Regions from separate parts of the Sus scrofa genome. Here region 2 is linked to region 1. The links are chromatin contacts, called in public HiChIP or PLAC-seq maps. All regions are on one chromosome and are shown on one strand. Each heading gives the region's core, a stretch centred on a gene start, on an enhancer-like site or on the middle of the called end of the contact. The rest is flanking DNA. Distances are from core to core; before and after follow the strand shown.

Region 1 (4,269 bases), core at 876-3,375:
TAAAAAAATTTTTTAAAAAGAAATAGATTATCAAAAATTAAAAACCCAATTATTAGCCATAATAGTATATCAAAGACAGCTGAAGAGAGAAGTAAAGGATCAAAAGATAAATAAGAAAATATCTAAAATACAGCATAAAGAGGGAGTTCCCCTTGTGGCACAGTGGAAATGAATCTAGCTAGTATCCATGAAGATGTAGGTTCGATCCCTGGCTTGCTCAGTGGGTTAAGGATCCAGCATTGCCATAATGTGGTATAGGTCGAAGATGTGGCTCGGATTCCATATTGCTGTGGCTGTGGCTTAGGCCAGCAGATGTAACTCTGATTCAACCCCTAGCCTAGGAACTTCCCATATACCACAGGTGTGGCCCTAAAAAAACAAACAAAAAAAAAAAATTAAAATAAAAAAATAGAATAAAATATAGCTTAAGGAAACAAAAAGATTAAAAAATATAGAAAAGAGGAGTTCCCATCGTGGCTCAGCAGAAACGAATCTGACTAGCATCAATGAAGACGCAGGTTCGATCCCTGGCCTTGCTCAGCAGGTTAAGGATCTGGCGTTGCCATGAGCTGCAGTGTAGCTTGCAGACATGGCTCAGATCTGACATTGCTATGGCTGTGGTGTAGGCCAGTGGATACAGCTCCAATTCAAACCCTAGCCTAGGAACCTCCATATGCCACAGGCGCAGCCCTAAAAAAACAACAACAAAAAAAAATACAGACAAGAAAGTAACAGAGAAGAAACAGTGAGAAAGTCTAACATACTTTTAACTGGAGTATCAAGAAAAGAGATGAAACAAAGAACTAATCTAAAATTTTTCTAAAATATGTAAAAGACACCAATCCACAGATACAAGAAGTCCAAGGTATAGCAATTAGGATAAAGAGAACTCCATACCTAACACTTCATAGGCAAACTGCCAAAACCAAAAACAAACAGACTAGCTCACATATAGCCTGAAAAAAAAAAAAAAAAGGGCACATTCAAAAAAAAAAAACATCTAATGAGTTATTTCTCAATAGTCACATTGAACACCAGAAGGCAATGGAAGGGTATCTTCAATGTGCTGAAGGAAAATAACTGCTAGCCCCAAATACCTTTTGAAGATAAAACAGACACATTTTCCGACGAGCAAAAATAGACAGTTCACCATCAGCAGACCCACCAAAAAAATACTCAAGGAGAAACCTCAGGCAAAAGGAAAACAATCCTAAGTGGGAGATCTAAAATGCAAGAGGAAATGAAAGTGAAAGCAAATGGATTAGAAACATATTTTAGACGAGAACGCAACATGGCTTTGTAATAATTGTCATGTGTGGAGGTTAGGAAAGAGGACAATGCCTAAGAATACCTTATTTGGAATGAAGAACTAGACAGAGCAAGGGATCATTTATTAAAATAGAGAAGCAGAGTTCCTGTTGTGGCTCAGCGGGTTAAGAACCCAACATACTGTCCATGAGGATTTGGATTCAATCCCTAGCCTCATTCAGTGGGTAAAGGATCCGGTGTTGCTGAAAGCTGCAGTGTAGGTCACAGATGCGGCTCAGATCTAATGTTGCCATGGCTGAGGCACAGACCTACAGCTGCAGCTCTGATTCAACTCCCAGCCAGAGAACTTTTATATGATGCAGGTGTGGCCCTAAAAAGAAAAAAAGAAATCAAGAAGGCTAGTATGAAAGAAGTGGAGAAAATCAGCAGTTCAATTTGGAACAAATATGAGATGTCTATGAAAATGGGCTGTGAAGAAGACAGGGAAGTATATGGACTGAAATTTAGAAATGAGTTCTGGAGTAGAGCTCTAAATATGGGAGTCCTAGACTTATAGATAACATAAGAGTTGATAAGTTCAACAAGGGAGAAGACTTTGAGAAAAGGGTCCAAACCCATGGCTCTTAAGGATCAAGAAATGAGGAGGAATCAGCAAGTTAACTGGACTATACACATAAAGGTAGGAAAAAGGAGGGGGTGTGCCAATATGAAGTCCAAGGAGTTTCGAGAAGGAGTAAATTATCAACTGTGTGATTATTGCCTAGGTAAATAAAAGATAAGTAAGATGAGGGCAGAAATACTCAGTGGATTTGGTAACCTTGGCAGTTGTCAGTGACCTAGACAGTTGCAGCTCATTTCCTGTGCCTACCACAGTTTAGCATTTCCTACCCAAGGACACTTTAAATGGAACTTTTAACAGCTAAGTGAAGTTGTAAAAGAAACACTATATAGCACTATTCTTTAAAAGAAGACAAAGTCAATTTCCAAAATCTATTATATATTTAATGTCATTAAAGCATACTGAGTCACATCCCTAGCCTGCAACAGCTTAACTAACAATCCTCATGATAATAAACATTTGTACAGAATTTCGATACTTAAAGCTGCTTTTGCATATAAATTTGAGTTCCATAAAGAGGATCTTTTTCCTCCCAATTTTCCATACAGAATTGCCCAGCCTGCCCAGGATCACAAAGATAGGAGACAGTAGAGCAGATATTTGAAAATAGGTCTATTTGACTCCATACTCCTTCAAGGACCCCAAATACTCTTCACAAACATACCTTGCTTGAATGAGACAACCTTTTCCAATAACTATTGCATCCACCGGGAGGTCTATAGTTGTAAAAAGAACATCAGGAACTTTTTGTTTTCTGCAGTTATAGCAGTATGTGAGATGAGCTGGAAATGGCATATTCAGTTCATCATATGGTATATGGCAAAAGCCACAGCCTGCAGGCAAGTTTTCTTCTAGCCTATATGAACATATTAAGAAAAAAGACATTCCTGAAAATTCTATGCACTTTTTTCAAAAACATACATTATATATACAGTACTTATAAACAAACTATATCACAACTTCAACTGCAGTAGGTATCACTATGCCTGATAAGAAATGACCAGTGAATCAGAACCATATACGAAATAAAAGGCTTATAAAAGTAGAAAGCCATTCCGCGTTAATTCTTTGTAAAGACATTTTTCTCTTTTACAAATAGAGATGCTAACTGTTACACAGGACTGCCATTTAAAAGAGAATTCACTATATCCATACAAGCCACAACAGAAACATCCAAGTTGCATGAGAAAGGTGGTTTGTTAAATAAGGCTTCTATCTATCTGAAGAATGAAATCTAGTGACATGTGAGAACTATGGCAGAGCTGGGACAGCTCACTGGCAAAGTCAGTTTTCTCAACAGAACATTCCAAGTGTTTAAAATACAGTTCAAAATGTCCCACATTCACTTTCCTATTTACCATGACTTTTAATGCTCTGAAGTATGTAACAATCAAAATCCATTTTCAACACTGACAAAAGAAGACACTAACCAACGTCTTCCGTGTGCTTACCAGAACTAATATATCTTTCTTTGCTATATACAGACTTACAAATTTATACTAAATTTGATCACATACAGAATTTTTTGCTTTCTTCCTTTACACTAATACATTAATAATGAGTGGAAAAACAAATATGAGACTGTGGGGTAAGGGGTATTTAAAATTTATATTATTTGGGTAAACTCTGGTACCAAATTAATATATATGTATGTATACATATTTGATCATTTCATCTTTTTATGAAAAATACTTACGACATTTATGGAAGCTAAAAGATTAAAGGTACCAGTAGTCCAATAAGCCAAAAAGTCATTTCAGTTTACCTAATGCTTTCACTTTTACTTTCTCTTTCACATATATTAAAGTTACATTTAATTTTCCACAAAGCTTTTATACATAATTTTCATACAACATAGTATTTTGACTATTTTGTAAATTAAGAATTTTCTTTAAGAAAATTGTTCCATGACCTTTTTCTATTTTGGAGGTAAAGAAAAGGAAAACTCAAATAAAGGAAATTATTTCTATTTGTAGCAAACAAAAAATGTGTACTGGAAATTCTTTAATTGTTAATCTTATATGTCACTAACCAAGATACTAGAAATAATAATATGTCATACAGTGGTACATATATGCAATGACATACTATTCAGCCACAAAAAAGAATGAAATAATGCCATCTGCATAACAGTTAATGGATGGAACTAGAGACTCTCAAACTAAGTGAAGTCAGAAAGAGAAAGACAAATACTGTATGATATCACTTATATGTGGAATCTAAAATATGGCACAAATGAACCTATTTACAAAAGAGAAACAGACTCACAGACATAGAGAACAGACTTGTGGTTTCCGAGGGGGAGGTGGGGAGGGAGTGGGACGGACTGGAAGTTTGGGGTTAGTAGATGCAAACTACTTCATTTAGAATGGGTAAGCAAC
Region 2 (3,892 bases), core at 295-2,794, 690 kb before region 1:
TTTAAGGGTTCCCTGTGAGGACTATAGCCTGGTGGGCAACCCCCTGGATAGCTCTGAGGAACTGTTCTGAAAAGAGGAGCCAGGATGTAGAGGACTTTTGCTGAGATAAAAAAGAATGTTAGTTGAGCATCAGTAGGTTACTGCTAATTACAAAAAACAGACAACTAAGGTTAATAATCTTAATTCTTTTCTAAGGTTGGGAAAATGTCATTTGGGCTCACTGAAATCATTCCTTTCGTATGCACCTTAACTATCTAGGGCCATTATCCTGGTTTTCAACATCTTGAATTCCTGCAGGATGCACTGCAGGGGGCACCACAGAGGCTGATGGCTTGATGGCCCCAACATACTTTGTTTGCTGAAATGACAGGCAACATTTTTTTTTTTTTTTTTTTTTTGTCCTCAGTAGGTACTTGGATTGAGAAAAAAAATGAACCAAGATTTTATTTTTTCCCTGCAAGGAATTAATTTTTTTTTTTAAATTTATGTATAGCTGGCATTTCTTTTGTGGCTCAGTGGTTAACAAAACTGACTAGGATCCATGAGGATGAGGGTTCAATTCCTGGTCTCGCTTAGTGGGTTAAGGATTTTGTGTTGCCCTGAGCTGTGGTGTAGGTTGCAGACATGGCTCATATCCTGCACTACTGTGGCTGTGGTGTAGCCTGGCAGCTGTAGCTCCAGCTCGACCCCTAGCCTGGGAACTTCTATATGCCATGGGTGTGGACCTAAAAACCAAAAAATAAAATAAATTATAGTTGATTTACAATGTTCTGTCAATTTCTGCTCTACAGCAAAGTGACCCAGTCATATGTATATACACAGATATATATGTATATTCTTTTTCTCATATTATCTTCTATCATGTTGTATCACAAGTGATTGGATATAGTTCCCTGGTGTGCAAGGAATTTTTTTTAACAGGGAGAGCGTGTGTAAAGAATGGAGGTAGAAACCACAGTGATGTCCACAGAAAGGCAAATGGTTTGTTAGACTGGACTGAGGGAAGAGTGCTGCAAAATGATGAGAAATGGAGAATTTGTAAAAGGCTTTAACTGTTAAGGGAAACACGCAGTAAATCTCGTTTGCAGGCGGTGTTAACATTCTTGACAATTCCTGTGCCTTGCCAGCAGCTTTTGACCTTGTACTTCACACCTAGGCCTATATTGAGACGCAATATAGAATAATAGCCATTTAAATTTCACTGTCTAGCATAGCCCACAAAATTCTAGAGGTGGAATTTGTGTTTGGAACAATTTCGAGGACCTCATAGAGAATTCCCTAAATCAAGTTAACCAAACTCACTGTAATTTATTAAAGTCAAAATTCTGTATCAGCAAGTTGAAAGGTGAACCTGAAATTGGACAATTCTGTGGAAACAGTAAAGCTTTAGCTCCTGAAACTTTCCAAGGACAAGGAAAAAATAACTGGAAAGGTAAATGTGGGCCAAAGTTGAAAGATTCTTGTTTGACATCCAGTCTCATTGCAGCAATAGCTGCAGTCTGCAGGGCTTTCAGTCATGTCCTTAAACACTGCCACCTAGTGGAAATTTTCTAGAAATATTGTGTAAACTTCTAACACTTTCCGTATGACTTCACTCTTCTCTTTCTGTCATTCCCATCAATGACAATCTGGATTTTTTCTCTTTATTTAAGTTTTCTTTATTATTGGTTTTGATAAGTTTAAAACTGGAAGAGTTGACAAGAGGATAAGTTTTGGGACTGAGACAGATCTGGGTCAACCAGGACTCTGCCTCTTGCTAATTTTGCGGTTTTGGGTCAATTGCTTAATCTTTCTAAACTTCAGTTTCCTCATTTATAAATGGGAACATTCTGAAGACTAGAGATAATACACTGAAAGGACAAAGGAACATATGAATGCATGTGAAAGGTGGCACATAAATTCACAGAGCAATTGATACAGCAGTGTGCTACATGTATAAAACAGTTACAGGGTGAGCCCAGGCTTGTACACAGGGGGATGCTGACTGACCAATCAGAACAGGTGTTGGCCTTCAACAGCCAGTAGGACAGCGATATGAATACATAGGCTGATATCCGCCCTATCTGTCCACTCACCACTTACTTCCCAAGACACTCTGGTTTCAGCTGATTTCAGTGGTTGCCTCTGGGAGTGAAACCTAGGTGACAAGGAGTGGGGAAGGAAACCAACTTCTCCACTATTTACTTTTTTTAACCAAATGCATTTATTACCTAATCAAAAAATAAATTGAAATAGTTTCACAGGAAAAAATAAATACATAAATTATTACGTGTTTTAATAACAGAAGTATTAAAATGACATTTTGGGTCTCCTTCTGTTTATTTTAGCATTTTAGTTACCCATTAATTTTAAGAAGATGAGTTTTGTATATATTCTGGGGTAATATTCATAATCTGATCATTTCATGGCACTTGTGCGTTGTGGCTTTTCTGTAAAGGGGGGCGGTTCAGACTAAGTTTCTTTACTTTTGATGCCAGATTTGCCCAGACCAAAAGTCCTCAGTTTCTTTCAGCCAACTCACTTTACGTACACTGGTTTCTATGCTTGGAATAAAGCAAACTTCATTCGATTCATTCTGTGATACTGCCATTGTCATAATATGAGTTATCTTCCACTTCAGACAAAATAGAAACAGACAAACCAACCTTGAGTTGTCTGTCTTTGAACTGAAGTGCCTGCAGTGCTGATGGTGAAGTCAATGGGGCAGTTTTATTGAGCTATTTCGTCCTGTGTAGAGAACTAAATTTTAGAGAATTTTTTTTTTTTTTTCACTGTCATATATCAAACACTCTTCAGAATAAGGAGTTCTGGCTTCTGGCTCCTTTGTTCCTGGGTACTAATCTCCTATAGTATCTGTCAACTTTAAAATAGGGCTCATAGGAGTTTAGGGGGAAGGATTATTGGTGAAAGAAGCTGAGAAAGGCGAGCCTATGGGATTCCTTTTGTGGCTCAGCGCGGGTTAGGAGCCTGACTAGTATCTATGAGAATATGGGTTCAATCCCTGGCCTTGGTCAGTGGGTTAAGGATCTGGTGTTGCCACAAGCTGTGGTGTAGGTCACAGAGGCAGCTCGGATCTGGTGTTGCTGTGGCTATGGCATAGGCCTCAGCTGCAGCTTTAATTTGACCCCTAGCCCAGGGACTTCCATATGCTGAAGATGTGGCCCTAAAAAGAAAATGAGAAAAAAGAAAAAGAAAGGCGCACCTAGGAAAGCCCTTTGCTTGGCCTCTTAGTGAATGTCTGAATAACTGACCTCCTGATAGACAAAGATGGGATGCTCAATCCATCCACAGACACCAGGCCTGCTTTGCTCAGTGTTGCATTCCCTGTGTCTAGTCCAGGGCGTGGCAAACAACGCATGTGCAAAGAATGTGATCTGGGGGATAAATGAGATGAAGGGCACGTGATGCTAACAAGCCCCTGCCTCTTTAAAAGCTGCACTACCATGATCTTTGTTGGATTCAACATCATTGTCTTCTGAATCCTCAGATCTCTCAGGTTTCTGACCTAAGTTTAGCAGGGAAAGTGATTTCCTTACTCCTCACTTTTCTGGGTGAGCTCTCCTCTGGCCACATCAGGCACATGCTCCTTCCGGATCAGTCCTGGATCACATGGGAGCTATTCTTGGGTTTTGGAACCATCAGCTCTTGCCAAAGGGTATGGAGCTGCTTGAAACTACATAACCATCTGCATCCATCCACCCTCCTGAGGCAATGTGCCCTTTCTCTCCTCCTGTTTACTCTTGGCCAGACTTGTGCAACAGGCCCTGAATATGAAAGTAGAATTTGTTTTATGTCATTATAAAGACATCCTTGGGACAATCAACCTCCCTTATTTTGGGAGTTCCCTGGTAGCCTAGCAGTTAAGGATCCAGCATCGTCCCTGCTATGGCTC

Evidence for each region. HiChIP or PLAC-seq counts read pairs in DNA pulled down with a chosen protein or histone mark.
Region 2: an H3K27ac HiChIP or PLAC-seq map of alveolar macrophages shows a contact between it and region 1. The contact joins two enhancer-like sites. A contact is called at or near these places in 1 of 47 Hi-C or Micro-C datasets (fetal skeletal muscle) and 1 of 2 datasets of contacts at active chromatin or transcription factors (alveolar macrophages).

The regions. Positions count from the first base shown.
Region 1 is chr5:51,096,112-51,100,380 of Sscrofa11.1, reverse strand. C2CD5 (C2 domain-containing protein 5) reads right to left here. Exons shown (of 25, transcript XM_021092231.1): 13 at 2,553-2,744. Among named protein-coding and RNA genes, the nearest start is that of C2CD5, 58 kb to the right of the region's middle. Within about 2 kb of position 2,125, at least 19 of the 83 cell types and tissues checked have an H3K27ac peak or open chromatin away from gene starts, as enhancers often do. A contact at or near this core is called in alveolar macrophages, where this site is marked.
Region 2 is chr5:51,784,478-51,788,369 of Sscrofa11.1, reverse strand. No RefSeq gene overlaps it. Among named protein-coding and RNA genes, the nearest start is that of LDHB, 25 kb to the left of the region's middle. Within about 2 kb of position 1,544, at least 4 of the 83 cell types and tissues checked have an H3K27ac peak or open chromatin away from gene starts, as enhancers often do. A contact at or near this core is called in alveolar macrophages, where this site is marked.